4 separate regions of the Mus musculus genome follow, and all the other regions are linked to region 4. Evidence: chromatin contacts called from public Hi-C and HiChIP or PLAC-seq data. All regions are on one chromosome and are shown on one strand. The core of a region is the stretch at or near the end of the contact, and the rest is flanking DNA. Distances in the headings are between cores, read along the strand shown. Region 1 overlaps 2610307P16Rik (RIKEN cDNA 2610307P16 gene). Region 2 overlaps 2610307P16Rik (RIKEN cDNA 2610307P16 gene). Region 3 overlaps 2610307P16Rik (RIKEN cDNA 2610307P16 gene). Region 4 overlaps Gm40841 (a long non-coding RNA gene).

Region 1 (4,936 bases), core at 58-2,557, 390 kb after region 4:
CTTATTTCTAAAAATAACTTCAGCTAAAATTTACTTTATTGGTCAGTCCAGAGGGGTTGAGACAGAGGACCTGAGGCTCAGAACTCAAGCTCTCAGAGACAGTTCCAGTCCCTACAATTGCTTCCTACTGGCAGACTACAGCAGTACAGCCTAGGGAATTTAAATGACCGATTTACCCGGGGAAAGAAAGCTTATTTTTAGTGAGGGTGGAAAAAAAAAATGTTGATTTAATTTATTTTACTGGCTGTGAATCTCCTTTGGAAAGGAGAAGTAGAGTTTGATTAATTAGATTAGCAAATGCAATAAAGTGTTTATTCACTTGGGTGAATCACGGCTTCCCTGGGTTAGCTGAATTTTATTTTAGGTTTTCAAACCTGTCCAGTAGGTAGCAAGATGGAAGCCAAAAGCCCTTCCACACCACACTGCTTTCAAGCATCTTTTCATATGTTAATTTGATCGTTTTTTTCCCCCAAATCTGCAGGCAGACATATTTCACAGCCCCTCCCCCTCTCTCACAGGGGGAGGGGCGGCATATGGATCATACACACAGATGACAGGAAATTAACCACACTACTCATTACCATTTGCTATGCTTCTGGGTTTTAGCAGGTTTTTCCTTTCCTATTGACTTTCATTGCAAATTTTCTTTCTACCCAGCACAAAAGCTCCAAAGAAATTAGGTCAGCAATTTATAAGGTCATTAGAAAATACTTATTAGAACAAACCGTTGCAATTGTAAAGAAAAAAAAAATAGTTGTTACCATCCTCCAATGGCTGCCAGCCTTTTTTTCTTCCTTCTTTTCATGGTCTGTCTTCTTCAGGAAGTCCCTTTGATGTATCTTGCTACACAAAACCATTCCCTGACTCATTTGTTACTGAGACTTTACCAGAGCAACAGCTGTTCAAACAACACACTTGCCTCTGAAAGTCTGGGAAAATTGGGGACAATAATCAAATTAAAATTCCAGGTCTACACTCTTTTGACAGAATGCAGCCGGTTTTGATGTTTTATATTAAAGCATATTACATTAAAAGGGATTCTGCTGCACGGTGTACTGGGTTCTCCCAGTAATGTGCTGATGGCGTTTCACAAGGAGGAAAAGCTGGTAATTCACCAAAAAGGGGAGAAAAAAAAAAATCAAACATTTTTCTAAAAATTTTTTTTCTCTTTTTCTTGTTATACTTGATTTTTTTTTTTAAACCCAAAAGAATGGAGCTTGAAATCCTAGCAGATGGGGACCACTGGACAGCATCAGACTCAGAATAACAATACAAAACTGAAGTGTGGGGCGGCTGGGACACAGGCATCTTGGGTGGCTTCTGATAAACAGGAAGCCCCATTGATTTCAGCTGAAGGTAGAACTGAGCGCTTTTATCCAAAGGCTGTGAAAATCACCTTCTCCGAGAAAGGTTAACATCTCTCGAGTTCTCTGAAAAAAGGCAGAAGATTACAGGATCACAGCTGCCTTCATGTTAATGAGGTACAGGCAACTGGCCTTGAGCTTTGAAAGGAAGAAGGGAGAAATCAAAATCAGAGCGCATTCACCCGTCTGACAGTATCCCCTGCCTCCATCTGCAACACATCCATACACTGACTGGGCTAGGCAGGGAATTTAACGGTATCGGAGATCAAACAGCTTTAATACTTTGAATTACCCTGAAAATAATGCCTGCCTCAGAACAGAAGTAGCACGCAGGGCAGCTCAAAGAATAGCATTCTCTTCTCACCTGTTCTCCAAGATCCCACCATAGCAGCTGGTCCCCAAGGGTTCTGACTAACCACTTCCACAATCCTAGCTGGGCTGTTTCCTCCTACCCACTAAAGGTCAACGGTTCCCACTGTCCAGTTGTGTCTTTACAAACCAGTTTCATTAATCTTCCTAGAAAGCAGGAGGAGCCTGTGGTGGTTTGAATATGCTTGGCCCAGGGAGTAGCAATGCTAGGAGGTGTGGTCTTCTTGGAGGAAGTGTGCTACCATTGGGGTTGGCTTTGAGACCCTCCTCTTGGGTGCCTGAAAGCCAGTCTCCTCCTAGGAACAAGATGTAGAATTCTCAGCTCCTAAGCGCCACACCTGCCTAGACACTGCCATGCTCCTCCCTTGGTGATAAAGGACTGAACCTCTGAACCTGTAAGCCAGCCCCAGTTAAACGCTGTCCCTTATAAGATTTGCCTTGGTCATGGTGTCTCTTCACAGCAGTGGAAATCCTCACTAAGTAAGACAGACCCATTCCAAAACCCTCTGGGCAATGCAAAGTAAGATCTGAGTCTTTATGATGTTCCTACCAACTATCCACATTCCTAGCACACACTCCACATCTCAGTCAGAATCCCAGATCTGTACCTCTTATTAAAATATACACACAGGGGGAAAAAAAAACCCACACAGACAGACAGGCAGACATGCAAAAACCCTGGACTTTGGCAAGTACCCCTGGGATCCTTCCTGTACCTTCCTTGGGCCTTCATCCTCATCCTTCTTTGACTTGCCCTACATCGAATTTAGACTCAGAAAATGCACACTCTCCCAGGTCACCCTGTATGCACCTATTAGGGAGCATCCACACGTTATATTTCATTGCTATAACCATTAGTCTCTACCCTCTAGACTGAGAAGTGAGACACAAGGGCTGAGCCTTATCCTTGTTGGAGTTCAAAATAAATAACCAGTCAATAAAATAAGATAAAATAAACCAGTTAGGACAACATTGTCACCCAAACAGTCCCTAGAGCCCACGACAAATATTTTCTTTGGAAATGAGTTGACAATAGAGTTGCCTTTCACTTTACAATGTTTCCACAAATATAGAAAAGTGGCACACAGTATGTATTTAACAGATGTCTGATAGTACATAAAGAAACACAAGGAGCAACAGTGTCATCAGGACATTAAAATATCAAGTTTTCTTCACTAAAACTATTTGTCAGACACAAAAGAGAAGAGAGCATGCAAGTTCCATACTTGTGGTGCAAGTGCTGGGACTGACTGAGTACTTCCCATCCCACAAAGTGTGATAGTCCCTCAGGCTCATAGGGACTGGCACTGTTGGAAAGTGTGGCCTTGCTGGAGGAAGTGTGTCACTGGAGGCCAGCTTTGAGGTTTCAGAACCCAGGTCCAGTGTCACTCTCTCCTCCTTTGGCTCCAGAAAGAGAACGAGAGTTCAGCTACCTCTCCAGAACCACATCTGCCTGCATGCTGTCATGCTTGTCACCATGATGATGATGGACTAAACCTCTGAGCTGTAAGCCAGCTCCAAATGCTTGCCTTTCTAAGAGCTGTACAGTCATGGTGCATCGTCACAGCAATAGAAACCCTAACTAAGAGAGTGACCTGCACTCACGATTCTGTTTGCTGTTGCCCCTATCTTACATATACAACTTACCAGCCGCTGCATTGCTCACATACAGCCCATCAAGAAAGCGCAGCACTGACGTGTACAGCACCAAGCATTTTACCCAAGAGTCCCAAGTCGTCTACCCACTGGACAGATGGCTCAGTGGGTAAAGCAGCTGCTATTCAGGCACGAGGACCAGAGTTCAGATCTCCAGCACCCATGTACATACTCTAGTCTGCCTACGATTCCAGGGCTGGGAAGGCGGAGACCACGGATGCCCATAATGAGCTGGCTAGCTAGACTATCTGTATGGGTGAACTCTGTGTTCAACTAAAAAGTCCTGCCTACATGAATATGGTATAGGGAGATCACCTAAGGTCTCCAGAGTCACTCAGTGCCCACACATGGACACAGGCATGCGCAAACACACACACACACACAAGCACTGGATGCTGAAAGGACAGACATCAAGTTTACCCTTAATGTTCTTAACTTCAAGAGAACCTTGCCACCCTGACAGGGACTCTGCTATAGTGTCAGTGACCCCTGGCCCTCGTCTGAATTGCTGTGTTTAAACTTGTTTGGTAATTTAAACAGGAGGAGTGGTTTCATCACTCCTCTGGCCCATTACAGCCTCTGTTTACTGTTTGCCCTGGGCTCCTGCCTCAGCAAGACCTAAGACCTGCGTTTTAGATACTGACTGTACTGAGAACTTGCTTTCGCCCACTCAAGTGCAGCTGGCACCCACAAGGGCAGAACCCAATCTACCCACAGCCGGTGTCCAGGTCTCCAGATGATCTCTGTTCTTGGTGTCCCTACTTGGCATCCTAGTCTAGGGCTCCGAGCTCCAAGCTATCCCCTTGCTCCAAGCTATCCCCTTGCACCTTGCCTTGCTCACACAGGCTCTTTCCTCTGCTTGGAACGCTGCCACTCTGGGCACATTCCTAACCCTGGTTTGTGTCTAGCACCCCCTACTAGGACCTTAAGGGGCCTCTCCCCTTCCCCCCACCCCTAGCAGAAGCAAAGAGCTCCTCCCTTCTCCTTTGTGCTTCCTTTCCTTATCTTTTTAAAGCCTCTGTGACAATTCAGAGACAGCAATTACTACTCACTGTTTGTCAGGGGTGTGTGTGTGTGTATGTTAGGCCACACAGGTTTATTCTGTCTGTCTTCCTCCATTGCTTTCCACCTTATCTGCTGGGGTAGGGTCTCTCCTTGAACCTGGAACTCCTTGCCCCTCTCTACCACACCTGCCTAGCTTTTATGAGGATGCTAAGGATCCTGGTCCTGGAGCTTAAAGGACAAGTGCTCATCCATTAAACCACTCCCCACCCTCTTTGCTGCTGAGAGCTCCCTCTGTGAACAGACACCAGGTCTTATTCATAGCCATTTCCTTAGTACACAAAGTCATACCTGAAACACAGCAATTGATGCCTTAACGAAGGGACACCTAAGGCCATATTAAGATGACTGACAATTCCATCCACCATGGTTCCCTCCACCCTTACAAAATCAGAGCACCAAATGCAGAAGCGCTATAAACTTGCTGTCTGCACTGAAGGCAGACTGCAAACCTAACTGGTAACACCAGGACCCAGCTCAGTCTC
Region 2 (5,001 bases), core at 460-2,959, 440 kb after region 4:
TAGATCCCTCATCTCCACATGCATCACATACATGGATGTACACCTGCACACAAACAGCAGTTTAAAGGAAAAAGAATTCATCCTGGTTCAGGGTTTAAGGGAACACAATTTATCATTTCAGGAAGGCGGAGGGTAGAGCAACAGGTGGCTCCATGGCCACCAGCAACTTGCTCACACATCTGTAGATCAGGAAACAGGAAGCCCTAGTAGGAAGCAAGGCTGGGTTACAATCCACTTCCTCCATCCAGATACCACCTCCAAAGAGTTCCACAACATCTAGAAACAGCACAGCCAGACGGGACCCAAGAATGGATATGTTTTATTCATACTCGTATCCCTACTTTTTAATCTCAGTCTCTAGCAAAAACTAGCAACTCAATGATCAAGGAATAAATGAACGTGTGGTGTGTGGGGTTGAAAAGCCTTTAACATTATGTAAGCCATGTCGAAAACAGATGTTTGACCACAGATGAATGGCTCAGCCTTGGACACTTCTCAGTGACATGAGGAAAACCTTCACAGGCACGTTACTGTCTTAAACAGTCATCTATGATGTTACTTTAAAGCAAACGTGCCAGACAGGGTCACACACACCTGTAATCTCATCACATAAGCACCTGGGGAGTATTGACAGGAAGATGGCTTAAAGTTTAAAGCCAGTCTTAGGTAGAGTGGAAGGAAACCTGTCTCAGTAAAACAAGCAACCAAGCATAGATACTCAAATTCATCTGTCTACGTGAAAACACAATGAGATTCCACTACTTATCCAAGAGAGTGACTAAAACGTAAAAATTAACGCTATCAAGTATGAGCAAAGCTGTGGTAACACATGGAACTGCCACAGAGACTGGGGGAAGTGTAAATTGGTACAGGCACTTTTGGAAAACTATTTGGCAGCATCTACTAAAGTTTAATATATGCTCTCTGTCCCAGCAACTCCATCTCATAATAGGAACGCACACATATGTTCAGTAAGAGACATTCCACAACGATGTTGGAGAGTGCATCAAATCATCACACCACGTGCCCTGAAAGTACACAATCTTTGCCAAATAAATATTATTTAAATTCAAAAGAAGAATGTTCCCAGCAATAGTATTCCTAACAACAGCTAGAGACAATCCAAATGCCCTCCAAGAATAGAAGAAGGCAGTGTGTCATGTTCAAGAAAGCGAGTGTCACACAGCAAAGAGGTGCTACTGCCACAAATCTGAGCCTCACAAACAGAATGCTGAGTATGGTCCCAACACAATGGAGGACAGTGGGCCTTTCCATGGATGTAACTAAATAGCATGAAACTCCCTGCAGCATCTGCCCAATGAAGGGATTATAATTCAGTGGGCACAAAGTGGGAATCCACGCTCTCCATCTTAAGAGTTCATTTTGTGATAAGTCACTGAAGATGAATTTACAACTGTGTACTCCCCTTTATGTATTTTATACCTAGTAAAGAGGTTATAAAAATATATTCAAGAGATGATACTCTCTTATCTTCCTTTTCTTGTTTAAATTGCGATCTCGGCAGGTATGTTGACACAGTAAAAGGGCTAAGAGCGATAGCTCGACAAGCAAAACACTCACCAACCAACCCTGACAATATAAGTTCCAATCCAGCACCCACATTAAGGTCTGACATAGTAGCATGTGTATCTGCAATCCCTGCAGTCACACAAGAAAACAGGAAGTTCAGGGACCAGCTAGCTGGGCAGACACAGTGGCGAGACACTGTCTGAATCCAGGCAAGGATCAACATGCAAGGTTGTCCACTGATTGCTTCACATGCACTCTGGCGCACATGTGCCCATATCTGCATCCACACATATTGGCTCGAACATGCATGCACATGTGCGTGTGCTCTCTCTCTCTCTCTCTCTCTCTCACACACACACACACACACACACACACACACACACACACACACTCACACACACACACCCCAAACACAAGTTAGTGAGTTAGTCAATCAGTTAAAATACAAGACCCTTAGAACTTTTGCTTTACTGGATGCTTTTAAAAGGACAGCTAGAAGAAAAGAGAAAAGAGGAAAGAGATTGAGTTAGTATTGAACAATGGTACTACCTGATCTATGTCCCATCAAATCCCGGCGCCAGAAAAAGAACGGGGCTCAGTAATAGAGTACTTAGCATGCAAGAGGTCCCAGGTTCAATCCCAACACTACAAAAAATAAAAATGAGGAATTCATATGCTCAAGTTTAGCTTTCAGTACCTTAGACTGTGATTCAATTAGGAAACTTGTTGAGGGGGTAATTAAGCTAAAATGGGATCATAAGAGTGAACCATAATCCAAAATAGCAAATTTGTGAGAAAATAGAATTTGGATATCATTTCCTATAAAAGAAAGGAATAGGGAGGCAGAGGCCAGCCATGTGCTACACAAGGAGACCCAGAAGAGAGCCTTCACTCTCACACACTGGAGGAAATCTTGGACTTGCAGCCACCAGAAGTACGGGAAAGACTTCTGTTGTTAGAGCCATCTGGTCTGTGGCTCTCTGCTATGTTCGTTGTAGAAAGTGTCCCGATACCTCTGCACATGCTCTCAGACCATTAGCTCCCCAAAGGCCCCCTGAATCTACCAGACTTAAGTTTTCTGGGACTGGATATAGCTCAGTTCTAGAGTGCTTCCCTACCATGTACAAAGTCCCAGGTTCAAGCCCCAGTACTGGAGGCAGAGCACGTCATACTCTAAACCCTAACTGCACATTAGGGGTGGGGTTTTAGCTCAGTGGTGGACAGCTTGCTTGGTCACCAGAGGCATGGCTTGTCCACAGCACCCTATAATAAATAAGCAGGTTTCCTTTGAAATTCCAGACTTGAGCTACCTGTTTCATGTAGTAATGTGTCTCCCCACGCGCTCAATGCTTTATTACTTCTGGTTTTGTTTGATGTTGTTGGTTTGGGATTTGGGGAAGGGGGAGTCTGCCCACCCATTTTCGAGGTCTACCTTTGTGCCATCCACCAGAAGCCAGCAATCAAAGAAAAGTTCTGGTTTTGCTAGAACAATTATGTGTGTCAAGTATAGAAAGAACACCCTCTTTTCAGAAGATAGAGAATTGCCTTCCAGCAGAGAGAGAGAGAGAGAGAGAGAGAGAGAGAGAGAGAGAGAGAGAGAGAGAGAATGAATCAGAGGGGGTGGGTAGGTGCCATAAACATGGGGGTGGGCATGCTAGAATATCAAGTCATTCAATAGGAACATTAAGTCCTCAGCTCATCTTCAGTAGTGGCATCTAGTCCCATAGCAGGGCCACAGTCTTGCCGCACTATGACTTCCTGGGCCTCCTGGTACAGAAAATGCAGTACGTGCTTCTAACATACACGCCAACCTATGCATCATAAAGAATGAATTCACTGCGGCAGATCCAACAGAAATAATTCCCAATAATTTGTCAGAATTAACCTTTTGGTAAAACATAAATTTGTCTAAGTTTAAAGCACTTGGAAGGGGCGCAGGGGTCCACTGGTATTATCCAGATGCTGCGTCAGCAAGTTGACAGTAGCGAAAAAAGACCAGTGCTGAACACAGCGACTGCCCTGTTCACTCCATCTTCAGCACCATAAACAGAAGCTGCCAGTTCAGCACAGGCAGGCAGTGATTCACCGGCAAGTACCCCTTCCATGGTTAGTCCTAGAAATGTCAAATCGTGTAATTAACAACAGACCCTAACAAGTTTGCAGTCAGGTCTATAGTAACAAATGAGGAGTTTCAGGCCAGCCTTTTCAAGTGTTCTCAGGCTTACGATTCTTAGTATTCAGTAGCCACCATCCCATAGAACACAGAAGAATCCCAGTCCCCACGGGGAGATTTCTGTGTTGGAAGCAATTACTGCACACTCGATTTCCTCCAAACGTTGGCCAAGAGCCTGCACCCTTATTGTTCTTTCCTGAAAGAAGGGAATCTGGCTAAAATCAGCACTTTCTTCTAGACATTTCAATAGTCATCACTATTCAAGATCTTTTTTAACATTAAGTTTTTATGACCAAATACAAAACAAAACTAACCCAAAGAAAGGCCAGTGAGTTTGCTTAGTGGTAAAGACATTTTGCTGAGTTAGATCCTTAGGCCCACATGGTGGAAGGAGAGAACAAATTCCCAAAAATTGTCTTCTAATCTCTACAGACAGGCTCCAACACTAGCACCTATGCAGAGTGACACAAAACCACAAAATACATAAACGAACTAGCTAGTAAAGAAGTATAACTTTTAATTTTTTTTTTTTTAAGTAGATAAGGTAGGCTTGATGGCACATACCCTTAAGTCCAATACTGGGGAAGAAGTAGCAGGCAGATCTCTTATGAGTTCAAGGCCAGCCTTATCGTCATAGGAAGCCCAGGTCAGCCAGGGACACATTAAGAAATCTGGTCTCACAAAAAGTTAATAATTAATTGCAAAGTAAAAACTTTTAAAATCTGGGATTTTCCTGATAACAATAAGAAAAAAATTTTGTGGCAACATTTCCATGAGTCCAGAAAAACCTGAAAAATCTATGTAGTTTTCACAATTTTATTATTTTACAAAATAATTTTATTATATTATAAAAACTTTAACATGGATTAGAATGCTCAATATTTATAGAATAGTCAGCATTTTTTTGTTGTTGTTGTTCTTGTTTTGCTTTTGTTTGCGGGAGAGGGCTGTTTGTATTGGTTTGGTTTGGTTTTAGTTTTTTGAGATAGGGTTCCTCTATGTAGCCCTGACTGTTGTGGAACATGCTACATAGACAAGGCTGGCCTCAGACTTACAGAGATCCACCTGACCCTGCCTCCCAGGTGCAGGGTTTAAAAGACATGCAGCACCACTGCCTGGTGAATAGTCAACATTTGTATGAAAAATACTTGAAAATATAGATCCCTGGTCAATCCAAAGACCAAAGTAGTTGAATCGAGCCTTTCCAAGACATTTCAGCCTGATTATTCTGAAACATTTCATAAAATGGATTTAAATTTCCCTTGGATATCTCACCCAAATCAGAAAAGCAAATATAT
Region 3 (4,724 bases), core at 199-2,698, 380 kb after region 4:
GAAAGGCCACACTGAGGTAGGACCCACTCACCTAGAGATTACCAATTAGGCAAGGCTAGCTCTACTGCCCCAGCACTGCAGATTACAAGCGTGTACCACCATGTCTAGCATACTTATGGAAGTTGTAGTGACTGAACTCAGGCATTTCCACTCCACAGTAAGTACTTTATTATCTGAGCTGTCCTCATAGCCTTTATCCATACCTTGAATGCTTTCGATACTCGAGAATGCTCTCCTAATTTGCCTGTGGCCCCCTTGTTCTTCGAAGGAACAAGGTTGTCTTGCCTCCTGCTTTTCTCTCCTTACCATACACCAGGCAATCAGCCAAAGCTTCTTGAATGAATGAGTGAGCGAAACCAATGATCACGAGCCATGGCATTTGAAAGCGAGCTTTGGAACCAGCCAACCGTGTGCTAAGGTGATTTTCCTTCGGAGGTTCCAAAGGCTTCTTAAGCAATTCCGCTAATTAAAAGGAGAAAATTGACTTGAATGTGGGGAAAGCAATAAATACGAAAGAGTCGCCTCATGTTGCACTTAGTATGTTCAGAAATAACACTTAATCAAATATGACCCAGCAATGAAAATATGTAGGATAAGATTTTGGTCTACACATCTCAGAGTTCCATAGTTAGAGGTTACTATGGCCTAGGCTCACGTGCACAGAGTTTGGTTTCCCTTTGCTTATGTAAAGCTGTTGTGTTTCAGAGTATCCCAGAATGCAGCAGTGAGGGGTTTCTTCTAGGTGAGCTTCAGTAAAGATACTCTCAGTCCTGCATTGATGGTCAAGAGCTCAGGGCACAGCAATAGCCACCTCCCACCCCCACCACCCCCCATGACAATCACCCCTGACCACAGAGCTCAGGGCACAGCAACAGCAACCTCCCACCCCCACCCACATGACAACCACCCTTGGCCACATGCAAGCCTCTCTGTTCACCCATGAATGTGTTCCTCACAAACATTTTATACATGCCACAAGGTGGAAACACATGAGAAGTAACCAGAATACCGGAGTGAGTGAGTCTTCTACTCTGCAGCTGGGCCCGTGCACAGAAGTGCCACCCCTCCCCCAGTAACAGATGGGCAAAATAATCAAAGCCTGCTGTAATATAAAACCAGAAAGAAAGAAAGAAAGAAAGAAAGAAAGAAAGAAAGAAAGAAAGAAAGGAAGGAAGAAAGAAACCCAGATACAATCCAAGAGACAGAAAGACAACTAACAGGCCTAAAATTGGAGTATTCTGCATGAGTAGTTTATTTATTGTGGGAAAAATACGTATTATTCAACCTGGTCTCAGAATGTCTCTTGGGGACTGAGGTGGTCTTCATTTAGGAAAATCTCTCTATGAGCTGTTTGAGGGCAAGGGGAGGCAAGAGAGAAGGAAGACAACCTTTATGGGCCAGCCTCTTATAATGGTATGAAAATTTGAGAACAAAGGGGGTTGGGATGAGAGAGAAAAAGAGCAGGCAATTTGCAAAGCCACGTCTGGGGATGAAAAATAGCCCTGCTAGCCAAGAATAGCGGGATGTTTACTCTGCCATTTAAAATTATTCTTAGTCCTGGGATTTTCACTCTTGACAAATGTGGGTAAAATCTCCACACCCATAATCTGTTGTGTGATTTCGACTCTTTTATCCAGATTGCAGAAAGTCTGTGTTTGAGTGGGCACAGCACCGAGAGCAGGGGCTAGAGGAAGAAATAAGACACACAGAGGAAGAAAGGGGCACAAAAGGAGACCTGGTCAGCAAACCCTGGGAAGACAAAGAATTCTTCACAGAGGATAGTAGAATTTTACATACATCCAAAAATGTATGAAATCAACATGTAAGGAAACCTGGGCAAGATCCTAGAGGTCAGCAGCTGCACTCCGAGGTACAGTGTACATGGAATGTGAATACAGAGGTGTTATGCACGCATGAAGACACGTGTGGCGTATCATAAAACATGTCTGTATCATAAAAATGAGGGGCTCCTGAGCTCTGGGAACCCGCTTTGCAGGATCTGTCCCCTTAGATCCTTTTCTTTGGGTATGGTCACAAATCCACCAGACCCTGACCTAGATAATAAAGAAACAGGGGCTGATAGTTAAGTGGTAGAGAGCCTGCTTAGCAGATACAAATTCTGGGTTCATGGCTTAGTGCCACAAAATAATTTTTTAATTTGATTAATTGTATATAATAATTGTATACATACTTTTGTCAGAGATGTCGTATTTTCATAAAGCTACAAATTAATCATAAAGAAGCTCTCTTACGTATAAAATATGCAGACAGGAATGTCTCATGTAATTACAAAATTGTTCTTCCCAATCTGTGTATCTGGGCTGTTTTTTCCTGTCCTTAGAGCTGCACTGACTATTCTCAGTATTAACTGTTATTCTGTGTTTAATGGGTGGCATGTGGCTGGTGGTTGGGTAAGCACAGGGCCACAGTTTCCTATATAGACCACGATCCTAAGTTACATCCTATATCCGTCACACACTTGAGACTGCAAAGGCTGGGGTCCTTTATAAGAATACTGGATATCTGCTCATCAAGTTGCTTATTTTAGTTTTAGTGTGGGCTGGTGGCTTTCTTCCTGAGATTTGAAATGATGGGACAAATGAATTGAGATGCTTACCTAGAAGAAAATTACAGTGTTTGTGCAACTCTTGACCAGAGCACCTTACTTGTTAATATGTGTACTACTAAAATTCCCTTTACAAAAAACAGAACTTTTGTTAAATGACTCTAATGCCTGATCCCATTAAATTCAACCACAGCTGATGGTGTCAAAAGCTGGCAGGGAAATGGTTAAGATCTCTACTTCTGTCCTTAATTATATTTAAATTAATTTTAGCATGCAGACTGAGTATGCTCACAGAGCTATGGAATAATCCACTGTTCTAAGAACCACTAATTCCTAATTGACGTAGTAGCTTATAATTGTATTTTCATAGTGTTTAGTAAAAACATTCAGCTTGTTAAAAAAAAAAAATTAAAGGCCCATAATATGAAACTTATGATCAAAGAAATCAGCTGAGATCTATTTGCAACACATTTTTTCCTTTCTGAAAAGGGGTGGGGGTGGGGCACTCATCGTCTTATTTGGGTAACACAAAGGCAATTTTTAAAGCTCGGGTACATGTGCAAAGTTGTACAAAAGAACAAAGCCTAGTCTTTGTGGCAACACGTTCCTTCTCAGGAAATACATCTCACTAGATAGGCTCAGGATCCTAGCACTTTGAAAATGTGTCTTATATCCCTGCATTGTACTAAATCTAGAACACCCGCCCGCCCGCACAAATGGAAGCTATCTTTGAAAGCAAAAGAAATAAATTACTTTCCGCAACAAAAAATAATAAAGAGAACTGTAGAACACAGTTACATTGAAAATAGTAGCCATGGGCAAGAAAAACGAGGAGACAGAAAGGGCCTCATTAAAAATTCAGAGGATATTGGAAAAGGCAAATTCGGTCTGCTCACCTCCAGCAAAAATGCTGAAGGATATTTGATGAGTATAACACACAAAACAATGCCCCTATGAAACTTAAAAGTTGACATATTCTGGTATCCTGAGTGTAAAGATAAAATCCACTTATTGTATGTAATATAAGCTTCATGTGGATCAGTGAACACAGATCACTAAAGGAAACAAACTATGGGTTAAGCAGATGCTCAAAGCCACAGGTCTGGTGACCAACAGCCAAATGGTAGTAACATACACCATCTCTGTGTATGCCACATTCCTGAGTGGCCTTCACAACTGTAAGACACCCCTAAAACTACCCCATCAACACAGATAATAATCAGAGGCCCTGAAAGTTCTTCTGGTCCAGTCCTGAAGAGGCAGCTTGATCACACCTAATCAAAAAGTCCAAGTAACTTCAGATTCAGAAACTTCTCAAACATCAACATGACACTGCAAATGGGAAACTCCCTACTTGCGGAATGAGGGATGGTCAAAGAGGTAGGTACACAAACAGTATTGTAAAAATCATTTCAGGCAGCTGGACACTGGTGGCTCACACCTTTAATCCCAGCACTTGGGAGGCAGAGGGAGGCGGTTTCTGAGTTCGAGGCCAGCCTGGTCTACACAGTGAGTTCCAGGGCAGCCAGGGCTACACATAGAAACCCTGTCTGGAAACAATAACTTATTATTATTACTATTATTATCATCATCATCATCATCATCATTATTATTATTATATTTCAGGCTACATGTACAATGTACATATAAAATATGAGTGAATTTCATATTGTTGGACTTGTGTCCCATCTCCAAATATCTCATAATGTATATGTTCATAAATGTTTCAAAGTCTGAAAACGTCATTGTGTGAAACATTTGTGGTCCCCATGCTTTTCAAACGAGGGATGCTGGGCTTGGTGTTCTTGCCCGCCCTTGGCTTTCTCTAACTCCTGAACACACTGCTCTCTTCCTAACTCCCCATCCCCCACCCCTCAGCTTTCACCTCTGTGCCACCATGCAAGGCAGTCTCTCCTGTATGACAGTTCCCTATTGTATTTTATCCTAAATGGACCCAGAATAAAGGAATGCTTGCGTTACAGAATACAACCTCACAAGCATTGGAGCTGCTCTGTATAGGACACTGAAAACAGAATGTTAAATACTGTGAGGTACGGTAGTACCTACCCATAATCCTGACACTTGGGAGGCTGCAGCAAGAAGATCCTGAGTTTGAGGCCAGTCTGAACTATATAGCAAAACAAAAAAGAGAGGGGGT
Region 4 (5,412 bases), core at 394-2,893:
GTTCTCCTGCCCTCCTGGCTCTTGGGGATGAAGGGCAGAAGGAAGAGAAGGAGAAGGTCAAAGAACTAATAGAAACAAACAAACAAAAAGAAGTCTCTATTTTTTGCACTCTTTCTTGGCACTTGAGAAAGAAAAAAAAAAAAACTGAGGCAGATCAATCTGTACAATGCTAAACCAAATCTCTTTAATTCCAGTCAGCTTTTATCATTCAGTCGCTGAGTCTCTGTGTGGAAAAATTCATGCTAATTCCCCCTAGCAACAGCTTCAGCCTATCAGGAGACTTTATGTACCGTGCAGCTGCCTGCCAGAATAACTCTAAGTAGGTCAGGCCTGTATTTCTAAAAATGCTACGGTCTAGTAACCCCACTGTCCCGTCTGTCTGCCCTGCCCCATAATAACCTCAATTGCTTGGTGACACAATGACATACTATCCTGTTAGAGTGCAATCACATCATGCTACATTATTCTGCAGGAGCATGGCTGGGTGAAGGACCCTCCGAGGGGCAGCATTAATCAGACAGCCATTCATGTCCACCAGCGTTTCTCTCTAGAAATGGGGACTGCATTAATGACCAGCTGTTTGAACTAACACAAACAAAATAATGTCTTCCACCCTGTTGGGTGCACAGAATACAGCATTCTGATCTGGCAGGTTCCACCTCTTGACTAAATCGAAGATGTAAATTAACTGGGCTCAGACAACATAGGCTTTGGCAATCTTAAAGTGAGTATATTTAAATTATATTACATGTGATTCAAAAAGCTATTGATTTCATATACACGTCTCTCCTTGCCTACAATTTTCCTTAATCCACGTTTTTAAAAGGAAAAGTGCATACACGGGTAACATAATACATATGTGCATATTGTCCAGGGACTCAACTGCAGGGGCTGAACTAAAATTGACTTCGCTTCGGGCAGAGAAACAAAGCTGGTCAGTAGTAATTGTGCAGCATGAACACAAATACAAATACTAAATGCACGCTGCGAAGGAGCACTGAAAACAAATAAGAGTAAACACGCTGAGCCTGCTAGCCAATCAGCTCCTCCCACCAGCTCCTCCTGGAGGCTCCAGAGAACGCCCCACACCTCCAAATAACAGAGACAGGGGATGGAAGGGAAAGGTGCCCTTCAACATCATATAGTGGTATGTCGCTTCCTCACAGGGTTACCAACAAGATAATTGCAAAAAAAGAGCTTCTTCAGCGTATAAATTAAGAATACCAAAACAACTCAGAACCTGCAGTCAGGTTTTAATTCTATAGTAGGGATTTTAGAATCTAATGGGGACATATGTCCTTGGGTGTACTTTTAACTTTCTCCCATTGGCATACAAAAGCGAATGGGTATATACGGAGACAGGACCCCAGCAGTGCAGTACCGGGCTGTTTGGGACGGTATTTTACAGGGACGGAGCTTGCATGCTCAGTCTGCATGCTTATGGGTCCCCTGTTTGATCTAACAAACACCCTCCTATACGCTGAGCATTTCCTGCCAGAAGTTAGGCAGAATCCAGCCAGTGAGATGTGCACTTCAGCCCTGCTTAATTTTCAAACAGAAAATGCCTTCATGTGTCTGCCCTCATTTGAACTGTGCTTGATAACTTAGTTATGACTGTCTTCTGCACTCTGTGGCACACAGCACACAGTTATTCTTGGAGAGATACAGTCTCTGACGCAACCATGAACCGCTAATTACAAGCTGCTGACATTCTGCTCGTCTCTGCAGCTTTGAAGTTCTGCTTTGTCTCATGGCTGTTCCACTGTGCTCCCACCCCTTACCCTCTCCTTTCTCTCTTTCACTTCATAGCCTTTCTGAATGCTCCTCTAGCACAACCTGGAGAAGGAGAAGGGATTATCAGACTTGCTTGCGTTTCTTTCCTCTCCCCACCACATCCTGACACACTCTCTCTCTCTCTCTCTCTCTCTCTCTCTCTCTCTCTCTCTCCCCACATAGATCTACAGTTTGGAAGTACAGTAATAAGATCCTGTCTCCACCCCACCCTCAGGAATGCACCAACAGCTGGCCAAACATAATCCAGCACACAGAGCCGCTTTGTAGAATTTCTAACAAACAGTGGGAGGACAGGCCAGACAGGCGTCCCAGAGGAGCCCCCATGACAACTGGGAAAGCTGCTTGCTCCCGGCTCAGAGCTCAGTTCACCCAGCTCACCCTTATCTATCTACAAGCTTCTAGTACCAGCCAAGCCCCGACAGAGGCAATGAGAGGCCACCCTCCTCCTTCCTACAGCCTCAAGCAGGCTGCAAGCTTTCTTCACACTGACATCAGCCGTGCCCTGCCTCATGCCACACACCCCTGCAAGCTCGACAGCCACAAACCCCAGTGCCAGGATCAGCAGCAGCACCTGTGGTCACCATCTATAGCTGGGTGCCAGGAGGACCCTCCCTTTTCCTTAAAGAATTTCCTTTATTAAGCATAGCTGATCCTAGCATTTGAAAGCATGTAAATCTAACACTGTATCCATCTCCACTGAATGCTTAGCTTCTGAAGCCTGTGGTATCCAGCTGGCCTCAGAGTCATCTGGGATACATTTATTTTGATTAAATTGATCGCATTTCTATTTAAGGGACAGAATTTTTCTGCCATACTGAATACAGCTGTGTTTACAGGGCTCTGTAGGAGAAGAAAACAAAACCGTACAGTGAGCCTTAGCCCAACGCTGAGCACTTAGAACTTCAAGGAGTTAAAACTGAAGGGGTTTGCTATGCCGTTAAAAAGAAAAGTCTATATGCAGCTGCTCTGGCCGAGCTTTCTGGCTAGCCAGGAAATAGGTCTTGAGCAGGAGCTGAAAACACTGGCTTGTAATCAAACCCAACCCAGCAAAGAGTCTCTCTCTTTCTCTCTCTCTCTCTCTCTCTCTCTCTCTCTCTCATATCTCTCTCTGTGTGTGTATGTGTTACACAGTCTCTTCCATGTCTCTACACGCATGCACATGCACTTAAATCCATGCTGCAAGGCTGCTATTTTTCTCTGGGGACACTGTACAGTCACCCAGCCCATCAGTTTCTTCCTTGACAGTACCAGGGACATCCACACTGCAATTTACAGTTCCTCCATGCACGTGCTGGCAGATCCACTATGCCATCCTTCCTTAGATTAAGACTGCGGAGCTGGCAGCAGACAATCTTACGACAGTCAGCATCTCTTCTTTTCCCCTTCCATTTCTCCAGCTCTGCCCTGCCAAGCAGACACAGCAAGTACCTGCTTCATCCATCTTCAGTTCCACTCTCTGAAAAAATGCCACCACATCCAGACCTGGGTTGTCCCCCTCAGACAATCCCAGCGAGCAGCCGGGGTTAGGTGCGTGAGGCAGGGGCGGTGGCTGCCCTCGCCCTGTATGCATATCATCGGTGGGCACTGATGTATAGTATTCCTAAATTCCCTTTCCAAGTCCTTCGCATGCCTTCGCATCCCACCCCAGTCTTCTGCAACTTCACCCTGTCTTCCAAGACCCCATCGGCTGTGAGAGACCCTGGCCAGAGACTGAAATAGGTCCTTCTTCCGCAGAGTGCAGACAGGAGATTCTGGGATCCTAGTTGTACGATGGGCCATCTCAGGCAGGAATCAGCCGGAACCATGCAGGTGAGCCAGACGAAGCTTGATGTGCCCACAGTGGTGCAGCCCGGGAGCGGTGAAGAAGACAGTCTGGCTTCAGAGTTTCGAGAAAAGAAAAAGAAAAAGAAAAAAATCAAAAAGAAAGAAAGAAAACAGCGCAGCTCGGCGCCTGTGGGGGTGGAAAAAATACAGACACAACCAGAAAAAAAAAAAACAATAGTTAAAATCAAATTTCAAAACAAAAATAGGAAATACAGAGATCAGCATACTTGATGCGACTTTTATTTCTGACGTTTTCTTGGTTTATTGGCCTCCCCACCCCCCTCCAAAAACTCCCCAGTCCCTGAACGCCCGTCTGTCCACGAGTGCCGAGTCTCAAATGCGATTGCTCCACAGTGCCGCAGACCTACATCACATGAGGAAGCACATGACGAGCCGGAGTCGGCTGCTGCTGTGGTCAACTGTTCTGCCGAGGCAGAAGGGGGGTAGGAGGCAGTGCCCCTCTCACGCTGCCAGGAAGAAATTTCCTTAAAAGAACAATGGGAGGGCAGCATCTCAGAAGAAATGCTTGAGCAATATGGACTTTTGCACACTGATGAAGAGGCACTGTGGGTCCTTGAAGACAAGCGGAGGATGCTGTACCGCAGACACAAGCTGGATGGCAGCAATATTATTTCTTGTGTGTACTCGTCAAAGCTGATTCCGTTGAAGTGGATTCCTGAAAAGCACATACCATGTCTTCCGAGCATGATCAGGCTTGGAAAACCAATTCTATTATCTCTCCTTGCAATCTGTATCTGAACCTGCATTGTGAATAATTTATTTTTAGACTAATAAGAGGCTTGCCAAGACGGCACCCTTTCTATGGCAAGCGATGCATGCAGTATTCACCCAAGAGGGAAAACCTTGTCCCTTTGTAGGGAGAAAAGAGGAGACAGGTTTTGTTGTTTTTTAAAAAAAAAAATCATCATAAATCAATTGTGACTTCTTATTTAAAGGTATATACAGCAGTAAGATTCTCCCCCCAAAAGTCATCACTGGAAACAAGGGAAATGTTTGTTTCTTTGAATTAACAGGTCTCTGGTTTGTACATTGGCATCTCACACTGACACCTCACGCTGGCAAATAGGGGTGATGTTTTTCTAACACTGGCCAAAGCCCTTAAGCCACTTAGATATTTTTACTTTGCAACAAAATGACAACCAACAACTGCTTCCCAGAATACCCCTCTGTGGAAGGTGCTGAGTGGCTACTGCTGGTTTAGTACAGACCACACACTGGAGAGTGATGACCTTGGCGTCCACAGGTTCTGTCAAATCCCAAAATAAGCATATAACCTATTTGGGCACTCTCGAAATGTAGAAGTAAACTATTTTAGAAAAAAATACAGATGATCATCCTAGCTGATCAAATTCAGAGAACTTTTCGTGAATAGGTGAAGAGATGACTTCCTATGTCATTTGACTGTGGTTAACAATGCAAGAGCCTGGGTGACACACAGGAGCCTTTCTCTGCATTTGTGTATAAAAGGCTACCTAGACCTGGGTAGTATGTGGAATGCAACGGGCATGTTCTCAAGGTGTAGCAATTGCAGGTCTTCTTTTCCTCCAAAGACAACTTTCTACCAATCTAATCCCTGCAGAGTCATTCCAGGAAGACTCGGCAGCCCTGTTTTCCTCTCCGCCTCTCTCCCTACAATCTTTCTTTACAAGTGGCCCTTGAATTTCAGATTCCTCTCCATTCCATGAGAGTCAGACTTTTTATCTGTGTCTGATTGCAAACCACTGCCACTAAACCGCTGTGTCTGCACCATACAAAACCACTGTCTATATGCTC

What was found. A called contact is a pair of places that touch in the nucleus more often than the background predicts. HiChIP or PLAC-seq counts read pairs in DNA pulled down with a chosen protein or histone mark.
Region 1: an H3K4me3 HiChIP or PLAC-seq map of embryonic forebrain shows a contact between it and region 4, with 5 times the contacts expected there. The contact joins two enhancer-like sites. A contact is called at or near these places in 7 of 115 datasets of contacts at active chromatin or transcription factors (the SCID.adh cell line, VIP interneurons, astrocytes and 4 more) and 1 of 9 other capture datasets (embryonic tail).
Region 2: a contact with region 4 is called in an H3K27ac HiChIP or PLAC-seq map of microglia, with 7 times the contacts expected there. The contact joins two enhancer-like sites. A contact is called at or near these places in 5 of 484 Hi-C or Micro-C datasets (cerebral cortex, cortical neurons, embryonic fibroblasts and 2 more), 9 of 115 datasets of contacts at active chromatin or transcription factors (the SCID.adh cell line, double positive thymocytes, embryonic basal ganglia and 6 more) and 1 of 9 other capture datasets (embryonic tail).
Region 3: a Hi-C map of cortical neurons shows a contact between it and region 4, with 4 times the contacts expected there. The contact joins two enhancer-like sites. A contact is called at or near these places in 5 of 484 Hi-C or Micro-C datasets (the N1E-115 cell line, cerebellar granule neurons, cortical neurons and 1 more), 8 of 115 datasets of contacts at active chromatin or transcription factors (the SCID.adh cell line, VIP interneurons, astrocytes and 5 more) and 1 of 9 other capture datasets (embryonic tail).

The regions. Positions count from the first base shown.
Region 1 is chr13:28,810,419-28,815,354 of GRCm38.p6, forward strand. All of the region lies in intron 2 of 2610307P16Rik (RIKEN cDNA 2610307P16 gene), which reads right to left. Among named protein-coding and RNA genes, the nearest start is that of 2610307P16Rik, 73 kb to the right of the region's middle. Within about 2 kb of position 1,308, at least 52 of the 459 cell types and tissues checked have an H3K27ac peak or open chromatin away from gene starts, as enhancers often do. A contact at or near this core is called in embryonic forebrain, where this site is marked.
Region 2 is chr13:28,856,467-28,861,467 of GRCm38.p6, forward strand. The region is part of intron 2 of 2610307P16Rik (RIKEN cDNA 2610307P16 gene); the gene reads right to left. Among named protein-coding and RNA genes, the nearest start is that of 2610307P16Rik, 26 kb to the right of the region's middle. Within about 2 kb of position 1,710, at least 6 of the 459 cell types and tissues checked have an H3K27ac peak or open chromatin away from gene starts, as enhancers often do. A contact at or near this core is called in double positive thymocytes and microglia, where this site is marked.
Region 3 is chr13:28,792,318-28,797,041 of GRCm38.p6, forward strand. All of the region lies in intron 2 of 2610307P16Rik (RIKEN cDNA 2610307P16 gene), which reads right to left. Among named protein-coding and RNA genes, the nearest start is that of Mir6368, 84 kb to the left of the region's middle. Within about 2 kb of position 1,449, at least 30 of the 459 cell types and tissues checked have an H3K27ac peak or open chromatin away from gene starts, as enhancers often do. A contact at or near this core is called in cortical neurons and neural progenitor cells, where this site is marked.
Region 4 is chr13:28,416,043-28,421,454 of GRCm38.p6, forward strand. It overlaps Gm40841 (a long non-coding RNA gene), which reads right to left. Exons shown (of 3, transcript XR_003950511.1): 1 at 3,043-5,412. Among named protein-coding and RNA genes, the nearest start is that of Gm40841, 2.8 kb to the right of the region's middle. Within about 2 kb of position 1,644, at least 225 of the 459 cell types and tissues checked have an H3K27ac peak or open chromatin away from gene starts, as enhancers often do. A contact at or near this core is called in cortical neurons, double positive thymocytes, embryonic forebrain and 2 more, where this site is marked.